2 separate regions of the Mus musculus genome follow, and region 1 is linked to region 2. Evidence: chromatin contacts called from public Hi-C data. All regions are on one chromosome and are shown on one strand. Each heading gives the region's core, a stretch centred on a gene start, on an enhancer-like site or on the middle of the called end of the contact. The rest is flanking DNA. Distances are from core to core; before and after follow the strand shown. Region 1 has its middle 260 kb from the start of Rasa1. Region 2 holds the start of Rasa1 (RAS p21 protein activator 1).

The links. Hi-C and Micro-C count contacts between places; a contact is called where the count stands out from the background.
Region 1: a Hi-C map of bone marrow-derived macrophages shows a contact between it and region 2, with 4 times the contacts expected there. The contact joins the enhancer-like site here to the promoter of Rasa1 in region 2. A contact is called at or near these places in 1 of 15 datasets of contacts at CTCF or cohesin (pro-B cells), 4 of 484 Hi-C or Micro-C datasets (the C10 cell line, the C2C12 cell line, the G1E-ER4 cell line and 1 more) and 2 of 9 other capture datasets (adipose tissue and macrophages).

What each region holds. Positions count from the first base shown.
Region 1 is chr13:85,550,205-85,555,421 of GRCm38.p6, forward strand. No RefSeq gene overlaps it. Among named protein-coding and RNA genes, the nearest start is that of Rasa1, 260 kb to the left of the region's middle. Within about 2 kb of position 3,132, at least 7 of the 459 cell types and tissues checked have an H3K27ac peak or open chromatin away from gene starts, as enhancers often do. A contact at or near this core is called in adipose tissue and bone marrow-derived macrophages, where this site is marked.
Region 2 is chr13:85,285,700-85,291,301 of GRCm38.p6, forward strand. Rasa1 (RAS p21 protein activator 1) reads right to left here and starts at 3,787. Exons shown (of 25, transcript NM_145452.3): 1 at 2,697-3,787. The coding sequence starts at 3,208.

The sequences.
Region 1 (5,217 bases), core at 1,882-4,381, 260 kb after region 2:
ATGATGGTGGGACAGACTTCTATTGTAGCCTACATTCAATTAGCTGTGGAGAGGGTCTCAGTCAAGTCCATTACTCACTGTTTGTACACTTGCACACCCTGCAGTTGTGACACTTGGGTATGATTCTGCCTATCATCATCTTGGGAAGCAAGAAAATATTTGCCCTCTAACCAGGAGCAACATAGCTATAGCCACCCAGGCTATTGCTCACAGAGGCTCTAGATTTTTCTTGGCTCCAGATAGAACCCTGCACTTGGTGAAACACATTGGAGTTTTGATCTTCCTTTTCTACTTTATATGATATGTCCCTGGGGATACTTATAAGTCTTGAGGCTTGTGAAACAGATATAATCTAGTATAATGTCAGACTTAATGGCAAAGGGGGCTGCTTTCACCAATTCTTCCCCTGAGATTTTGGCAGCATAGTACAGAGTAATAGTTAATTAGCAAGCACTAGACACTGGCCCTCTTTTATCAGACTTCTACTCCAGAAGCTTCAATCTATGGCTTATTGATATGGTCTGGAGCCAAGTAGCTACTTCATTAGTAGTCCATAACAGCATGGATTTTATCTTTTCCCATTGCTGAGTCTGTCTTGGTAGGTTTTAGGTTCAAGTAGGTTGATGGCTGCAGATATGACTAGAATTCTAGAACTGGTTCATCTATATTGAATTTGCCATTTGCAGATCGCCACAGTGCTTCATCACACATTGGTGGCTGTGAAAGAGGCATTTGAATCTTAGTCTTATGAAAGACTCCTGGAATGAATTAGTTCTTCAGCAAGCCTCCCGGTTCTCCATTAACATGCCTGTCAATTTGTGATAAACTTGGGTTTGTGGTGGGCTTGTATTGTCAACTAGTGCTGAAATAGTGACAGTGACCCAATAGCAACTCCCCACACTTATGGGCCTGGATGCTGCCCCATGGTGAAATAGTGCATGTGTCTACTAGTGCAAAGAAAAGAAGTCTGTTTACAATTTCTTTAAAGACAAGCACAAAACCAGACTAAAGGAGGCTGGAAAAGATGGTTTAAGTAGAGTATTCCATATGGTGTTCATGGACATGCCATCCAACTTTTGTATAATCAGAAGTGCTTACAAAGGAAAGTCACTTTTCACCTTGTCCTCCTCAGTCTCAAGGTCAAACACAATGCTGAAGAGAAAACAGCAGGAACAACCAAAACCTTTGTGAAATAGAAGCAATGAAAATCAGGTAGAAATCCTTGGGATAAAACCTACACTAAGCAACGATTTAAAGTGTGTTAGAAGACAGCAGTAGCAGAAGAGATAAGACAGGAGAGAGAATTAATGAGCCCATAGACAAGGCAGGTGACAATGTGTACTCAAAGTAGTAAAAGAATGATTAGGAATAAGTAGAATCTGTGATTAATAGCAAAAGATTTACCATTTGGTTAGTAATATTTGGGAGGTACATAAAAAGGTGGATGAGAGAGAAACTAGTCAATTAATTTATATGCAGAAAATTTCAAACCTACAGAAGGAAGCAAATACACAGTATAGGGATGTTAGACAGTTGGAATCGAACTAGGCCTATGGCAAATATAATCAAACTCACAGTGATGAAAGGAAAAGACAGTTTTTAAGGCTGCAAGAAAACCAGGAAAAAAAAACCCAAAACATACAGTCGTTTTCCAGGTAACCTGGCTTCAGGCTTTTCAGTCATAACCTTGTATGCTAGGAGGGAGTGTATAACATTTTCACAACACTGGATAAAAAAGAAGAAAAGAAAAAGTCCAGAAGTGGATGCTCACAGTCAGCTATTGGATGGATCACAGGGCCCCCAATGGAGGAGCTAGAGAAAGCACCCAAGGAGCTAAAGGGTTCTGCAACCCTATAGGTGGAACAACATTATGAACTAACCAGTACCCCGGAGCTCTTGTCTCTAGTTGCATATGTATCAGAAGATGGCCTAGTTGGCCATCACTGGAAAGAGAGGCCCATTGGACTTGCAAACTTTATATGCCCCAGTACAGGGGAACGCCAGGGCCAAAAAGGGGTGGGGGGGGTAGGGGAGTGGGGTGGGTGAGTGGGGGACTTTTGGGATAGCATTGGAAATGTAAATGAGGAAAATACCTAATAAAAAATTAAAAAAAGAAAAAGTCCAGTAAAGAACAGCACTAAGCCAATTAAAAAAAATGAAGAGATAAAACCTTCACAGATAAAAAGAAGAAGCTAAGTGAATATATACCAGATGTGTACTAGAAAAAAAATGCTAAAAGAAGACCTGAAAATTGCAGAAAGATGTGAATGAGTAAGAAGAAATAGTGGAAGGTGCCAAATTCCACTTTATTTGTAGAAGTCAATAGAAAAAAAAACAAAAACAAAAACAAAGAACCTTCAGGACCTCTCTATAAGTTCTGATACAGCATGTACCAACAAAAACAAATTCAGAATGACATAATATTAAAGTACAGAGCATAAAGCATTTATGTCTTCAGTGTAAAGACCATGAAAAAAATATAAATGTAACAGTTTCTTGGTCTAGTGTTATGTTTAGGTTTGACCATAATGTCCAAGTCTGGCAAGGGGCTGAATACAAGAGTCAAGTTTTTATTAGTTTAATAAAATCAACAAGGAAACACCAAAGTTATTTTGTACCCTTTATCAACAACAGCAGCAGCAGCAACAACAACAACAACAACAACAACAACAACAACAACAACAAAAGCTAGCATTTATTCACAGAAATTTCATCCAGTAATTGCAAAATACATGTTCTTCTCAGCACAAAAAGCATATTTAGAACAGGTTACAGAACACGTCTCAAAAACTTGAAGAATTGAAATCATAATTTTATTAATCACAAATACAATAAAGTTAGAAATCAAAAACATGAAAAACTTTTGGAAACAGTTAAAATGTATGGAATAGAATAACTTACTCTATAACGACCAGTTAAACAGGGAATAAATCAAAAGTGAATTAAAAAGTTTTCTTAAGTCAAATGGCAGTGAAGTTACAATGGGATAATTGCAAAATGCAGTAAAATGCGGGTGGAGGTTACTACAGTGACTTCCTTAAAGAGTCGGAAAACTATATACACTATTACTGTGTCTCAGGAAACTAGGCAAGAAAGAACAAACAAAACACCAGTCAGCAGAATGGCAGACTTTATAAAGATTAGGGAAGTAACAAATGCAATTGAGACTAAAAGCAGTAAAAATTGAAAACAAGAACAACACAAATGACTATTGAAAGAACTGGTTCTTTAGAAAGGCAGAGGACACAGAAAACATATCTAGAGTCAACAGAGAGATGTTAGATGTGGTACTACAGAAATACAAGGAACGATTAGAGAGTGCTGTGGTCAACCTACATCCAAAGAAATTTGACAACCTAGAAAAATGGAGAAATTAATGAATACATTACCAAGACTGAAATGAGGAAACAAAAAATGTCAGCAACTCAACACTGAGTAATAAGAGTGAATCAGTAATAAAAGTCTTCCACTGAAGATCATCTCATAATCAGCATTTTTGTTGGCACAAATAAAATATTTAAAGATTAATTCATAGCAACTCTTTATTATTCCAAAAGTTAGGAGGAGAATTTCTCCAATCACATTCTATGAGGTCAATAGTAAATATGGTACCATCAATACCAGACACATCAACATCAACAAATTCTACCATAGGCCTGTCACCTTGGTGAACATAGATGCAAAAATCCCCCCGAAAATACAAGCAACCTGATTCCAACAGAATATAAAGATTATTCCCTAGGCTCAAGGGGGATTTATCTCAGGGATGCAAGGAGGTCAAATCAAGCTATTCACTTATAGAGCAGACAAAACCTCTGCGATGATCTCAGCAGGTATATAATGAAATACTACTTTCTCTAGCAAGACAGGTAAACACAGAAAAGTCTAAAAGTCTCAAACATTCAAAGAAATAGTGAAAATGAATCTGCATACACTGGTAGAACTGTAAAATAATTCAATCATTATGGAAAATAGTATGGCTGTTCAAAAGAAAAAAAAAAAAGAAATCTAATCGCCATATGGTTTTGTAATCCTGCGGTAGGTCTGTACTCAAAGCAAACGAAGCCAACATTTTGAAGAAATGGTAGAATCATTATTGTTACACCACTTTGATATTAATGGGAGAGGTTTTCTCTACTGGATTTTTCCTGGGATTGGGTGCTCTAGTCTGTACAAACATTAATTAACATATATCAATTAACATATATGCATGCTTTATGATTTGATGGACATTTACAACTTAAAACCAAAATTTTTATTGCAAAATTGAACATAACAGTTATTGGTAGTAGTCAAGAGGATAATACATTATTAGTATTTTGTTCACTTAGTAAATAATAGTTGTATTTAAATAATAAATGGATGAGACATAGCTAAACAGTAAAGTGAGGGAAAGTTTTATGCAACTGAGTTAATAAAATAAACGTTGACTTAAACTTGCATATTGAAACCTAAGAAGATAAAACTCAGCCCAAAAGAAGAATAAAAATAAAAGTAGAAATGTAAGGAGTAGAAAAACATTAAATTGATGAGCTTAAAAGCTGTTTAATTTTTAAAAAATGAATGAAGATGATGTCTTTTATAACAAAACTGGAAAGAAAATAATTTGCCAGTGTCAGAAATAGAACAGAAACAATTGTAGATTTTATAGACTTTAAAAGGATGAAAGGACTATTAACAATATTATGATAATAAATTTGAGATTTTAGATGATATGGACAATTATGGTGAAGGCAGAGATGATTAAAAGTGACATGGAGACACAGACACATGAATATAATTAGTTGCATTTAACCAACAGATAATTAAAACTAAATCTAAAAAACTTCTGTCATAAAATTAGGAATGAAGGAAAACTGCGACAAAAATTGCTATGTCTTGTGCACATAATATTTAGTAACTAAAGTCAGAATTCTTATACAGCAATAACACACAGCCTTAGCAGTTTATGGGGGATGCGAATAGGGAAGGAGAAAGTGAAGCTGTACTGTATTGCTCATAGAAACCCCGTACCATATGCTGATGATCCCAAGGAATTTAAAGGATATTTCAAATCATTAGGTTAGTTTAGCAGGGTTTCAGTATATCAGTTATATATATAAGACTCGTTACTTCTCTATGTAATAATAATGAGTACTTACAGTGCAAAAATCTTGAAATAATGAATGTTATAAAACATGTGCAATGGATTTTATAAGATGATGATGAAATAAAGAT
Region 2 (5,602 bases), core at 2,537-5,036:
ACACACCCAGGCAAGAGCATCCATACATACTTGAGCACACACCACATACATGTACCATACACACACACACACACACACACACACACACAAATAGAAGAGATGATAATGGAATCACTAACTAGAGCACCTGAGGCTCCTGAACACACACTGAGCTTCCTGGCAACTCAGTGTGGACTGTGATATGAGAATAAATCTTATTTTAAAAAGGAAAAAAGAAGTGGATTTGAATAATTAGTAGTAAATTTTAAAGGCATACTAGAAAATTTGTCTAGGTAGCTCAGTGGCAGATATTCTGTCTACTATGTACAAAGCCCTGGATTTGATTCACAGCACTATAAGAATTATGTACACATGATCCAACAGGTTATACTCAGAAATGTGTGTGTGTTTATGCACATACATACACATATAAATATGTATGTATAAACAAATAAAAAGAGGCATTAAGTAACAATTTTTAAAAAGAGGTCATGGATTTGTAGAAGGGCAGAGAGGAATATGTGAGAGGATTTAAAAGGAGAAAAGGAAAAGAAGTAATTAAATTGTAACCTCAAAAATAACAAATATAGATATATATATACACATATATACATATGACATTTTTAATATGAACACTTAGTAAACTTTATATTTATTCCTAAATATATTTTAAAATAAGGAAAATACTAATAGACTTCTCACAAACAAAATTTTTCCCAAATAATCATGCTTTTTCTTTAAAACTTAGTCTAAAAATCTTATTCAATTTTACTCTCAATGTTAAATTCCTCTTTAAAAGCCTGTTAGAAACTAGAAAGTGAATCTGATGTCTCAAGCCTATTCTATCCCAGTACTTGAGATGCTGAGCAGCTCACCACAAATTCATGGGTAGCTTGGGCTGCTCAGAGAACTGTAGGTCATCTCATACTAGAACGAGAGCCTGTCTTAAAAAACAAAAAAATGACTTTATTAGAAATAATTTAACAGCAATATCCTGGGACTAGAAAGATGGCTCAGCAGTTAAGAGTGCTTGCTGTTCCTATAGAAAAGCAGTGTTTGGTTCCCATCACCCACAGAACTGCTCACAACCACCAGTTACTCCAGGTCTAGGGAACCCGATGCCCTCTTCTGGCCTCTGTCACTAGACGCTGGCACAGCACAAATACATACATGCAGGCAAACACTCATACCCATAAAATAAAATTATTAAAACTTCAAATGGCTTTTTAAAAAACAGACTCTAAATATGCCTAACTCAATTACAAAAATGGCACAATACTTTATTCTTTCAGCATTAAATACTGTATTTTATTATAATAAAAACATAATTGTTTTCAAAAGTATGTACAGTGTGCTGCAATTTTTTAAGCCTTTCAGAACATTTCTGACAGACTGAAATACACAGATACAAATTAGAGAAAAATATTGAATGAAAAGTTATTCTTTGTATCAAATAACATTAAAAGAAACAGGACATCCTTTCACCATACCTGGTTGTATCAAAATAAACCTAAGTTGAAATTTACAAATGCATCAAAAACAAAGCCTTGTGACCAATGCATTTTCAAATTACATTATGATACAATACAATACCCATACTAATCAAAAGTGTACTCGCATTACAAAATGCCTCCCTGGTTATTTTAAAGTCATTTCTTAAGCCTCTTAAAGAAGCTAACCCTCCCAAAGAAAACTTCTAAAGTGTTTAGAAAGTGTCAATATATGAAACGAATCTTTTTTCCCTAATATTCACCAATGCTATTGAAATTCTAAGGGTCAATTATGATTGATATGAAAGATCTATAAAACATTTCTGACCTATTATTACTACTTTCCATCTCAACACTTTCCCTTCATCAAGATCAACCTACAGTTATAAATACATACCCATTTCACTTATGAAAAGAACACTTTTAAGGAGAGAACTCTAACTTTAGAGGGAGAGCCATTTGCCCTGATCATGTCACAATCAACTACCAAATTAATTTCCACTAACAAAATGCTAAAAGGAAAAATATTTAATATATTTAGTGTCATGGATATAATAAATATATAAAACATATTTGCATATTGCATATATTTATATGTAAATAAATAAATCTAATAATTCTAAGGAACAAGTTAGTGTTCAGTCTGGGGGCTCTTAATCACGTCTGTAATTCACAGAACTTTTTTTTTTCTCTCCACTTCTCTAAAGAGATCTAGTGTTTTTATGAATCGCAACGCTTCCAGCAGACATTAAGTAGGAGTTTGCAGCTGCAGTAAAAACAAAACATTCTGACCTATGAATTTGCAACTTACATTAATATAGTCATTTAAATACTTGTACTCAACGCCTCTGACTTCAGCAGGGAGCACTGGAGTTACAATAGACAGCGGTTGCCTTTATAGTGCCAAGTTCTGCTGAATCCCGGACACTATCTCAATTAGGAAGGGGCAGAACCATATCCGGTTCCCACTGAATACAGTTTCCCATGCTTCCCATCTTAAAAACTTTTACGTCTTCCCAAAAGAGCAATAAACATACGAAGACGCCAGGAAGAGTGCCTGTAGGGGAAAATGACTGATCAAATTAAATCCCTATATATGGAACCTGAAACTTCAAAACTTGTCAAACAAATCACAGCGGCAGGAGCACGGTATGTGTCGTTGCCCCTTCTTTCCCACTTCTTACACGGAGCCAGCTTCCACAATCCCTCAACAGCAGTTTGACTTACTGGTTAGTGGGAGGTGCGGTCAGCGGTATGGCCACCTCTTCCTCTTCGTATTCTGGTCCATCCAGGGAGTCACCTTCATCCACGGTCCCCAAACCGGAGCCCAAAGGGGGCAGCTGAGGAGGCGGCGGCAGAGGAGGGAATCCGCCGCCCGGCCCGAGCGTCTCAGCAGGCAAAGACAGAGTCCCCTTGGTGAAAGCGACGTCTCCCGCAGGTCCGGCGGCCGCAGCACCAGCCACGCCAGCAGCAGCACTGCCGGTCAGCGCGGCGCCCCCCAAGACACCGGCCACCGGCCCGGTCCCCAGGAACCCGGACCCCGACGCGGCTCCGCCACCGAGGGCCGCAACCAAGTCGGCGTCCGCCAGCCCGGGACACGGGGCGGCTGCCACCGGCAGGGCCGCGGGTAACTTGACCCGGCACGCTGCCGAGTAGGCGCTGGAGCCCGTGGCCGCGCCGCCGCCGGGGCCCGCCGTCGCAGGGCCGCCTTCCTCACTGCCCGCCTCGGCCGCCATCATGTTGAAGCCCGCTCTCCTCTAGCTACCCTGCCGCCCGGGAGCCCCGGGGGCCAGCAGGCCCGGGCTGCGAGCCGCCCCACCCAGGCGCGTCCCCCTTCAGCTCTCCAGGCAGAGGAAACAACAACAAAAGGAGAGCGCCCGCCGCCGCGCCCCCTCCCCGGGCCACAGCCCCAAGCTCCGCGGCTGCTGGCTGGCTTACGGGAAGCGACGCGGGCAAAAAACCCAGCGCCTGCAGAAACGCTAGGCAAACCTCGCCGCGCACACCCACACTCACGCGCACACATGCACAGGGGCGCCAAACTTCCTGGCTACGCTAAAGAGGAAGGGAAGCCCGCTGCAGCGGCTGAGGCAGCGCCGCCTCGGCCGCCGCCGCCGCCGCGCCTCAACGCCCGGGTTCCGGCCGCCCCCACCGCAGCCACCAGTGGGGCTGCCTATGCCAGAGCCACCGTAGCCTCATCTCCGCCGGCTGGAGTCGGGAGCAGTGGGCGGGGCCGAGGAAGGGGGCGGGCCCGCAGAGCCCGACTCCGCTGCGGGCTACCTGCGGCTCTCCGGAGCGAAACCCGGGAGAGAAAGAAGGGCGGGGCCGGGAAGAAGGGAGGGGCGGAGCGGGGGCTTCTGCGCAGGCGCCTTCCGGGAGCGCGTCCGGACAGAGGAGAAGGAAAAGCAGCCTGGGCAGGAAGCGGCGGGCGCGCGCGGAGGCGTGGCACAGCTTCCCACTGAAGGGTGCGGGACGTGTGGTGCGGCCGTCCCTCCACGCCACCGGGCTCGGTGCAGGCCTACCTCTCACGGCTTTGTTTACAGGGAGAGAAGGAAGATAGCTCATCTCCAGGCCCGAGGGACTGGAGGGACGAGGGGGCGATGAGAAGGAAAGGATGACGCCAGGAAGTCCATTCACTGCTTTGTAACTTGTAGAAAAATGGCCTTAGCTGCCCGTACAGTCGGCAACAAAAATCAAAACAGTATTCATAGTTTATTCCTTTCCGTCGCATGCTATAAATCACCGTATAACTTAGGTGAAATAATTTAAGCCTAGATCCTTGGACCTGAGAAAACAACGGTTGAAAGAAGCCATGGAGAGTATGAAGGTAGAAGTCAATGCTACCATTATATACATAAGTTCTCTTCACCGAATGTCTCCCTCACATGTTTGGCTGTCAGAGAAGGAATGTAGTATTTAGAGGAAAAGTGCCACCGAAGTCATAAACCAATATATTTTGTCCTAGTTTGTATGCAAAAATCTGCAACACATACCAAAGACACACTACATGTCTAAACTTTGACAGATCAATGTCACCCTTTATGAACCCTAGGAAAAAGTTTTATTTCCCGTACTTGTGTGTATATATAAATTCATAAACACATACTCAACTGTTAGAATTATCTTTTCATGTTCCCTGGGGATAGGTTCCAGGGGCCTGTTGAGTTACAAAATTATTATCTTAAATAATTTGGGCACATTTTCCCATTTACACAGTAAATCATCTCTAGCTTATCCACAACTCTTAATATAATCTAAATATCATTTATTTTGTTATTATTAGAATAATGACAAAAATTTATGCAGGTGGAATTTTTTCCAGATATTTTTGTATGTGGCACCCTTGAATCTATAGTTTGCTAATATGAAAGCAGATAGTATATAAGCAGCCATTCATATAGAGAGATCATGCTGGTTGCTTGAAATTTATCCGTGTTAGAAATTTGCCCTTTAGGGTTCATGTACTGTACTAGCTTTTCTGTTCTCCCTGGAAAGTGTCACATTGAATGCAACTGATTATTGATAATACTTTCTCTATTAAGTTTGACCAAGCTAACTTGCTGAGAATAGCAAGAGGCTGAGATAGAATACCAGGGAAAGAGGGAAGGAGTACCATTAAGGGAAATGACAAAGTACAGACAGGACATTTCCATATTCCTGTATACCCAATCTATAACAATCAAACTGATTTCAACAGTAGTAGTGCTTGCCTCTTGTGCAAAGTGTCAGCTGAGAAAGTGAAAGTAAATTGTATAAGGGAGCTAGAAGTCAGCGTTAAACTGACCAATTAGGTGTAAAAGAAATTTTTATCTGAGAATTTCTGAATCAGAAAATGCACCATTTGTGTTTAAATGAGTCCTTCCAGTGATTTTTGACACACTTAATTTGAGTACTACTGTGCTATAACATAGTATACTAATTAAGGAGGCAATATACAGAAACTTGAAAAGCTGTAAAAAGAACAGGTATCATTCATTCGGTGGATGGGTAAAATGTGGGTATTGGTTTGCTAAGGTCTGTATTCTAAACCAGCTAGCAAAGGAGAACAAAATGAAGCAGATTCATAATCGCTAAAATCAAAACGAAATGCTGCTTCTTACAGCAGCCTCCTTAGAGCAGATTTTCTTTTAAATGTA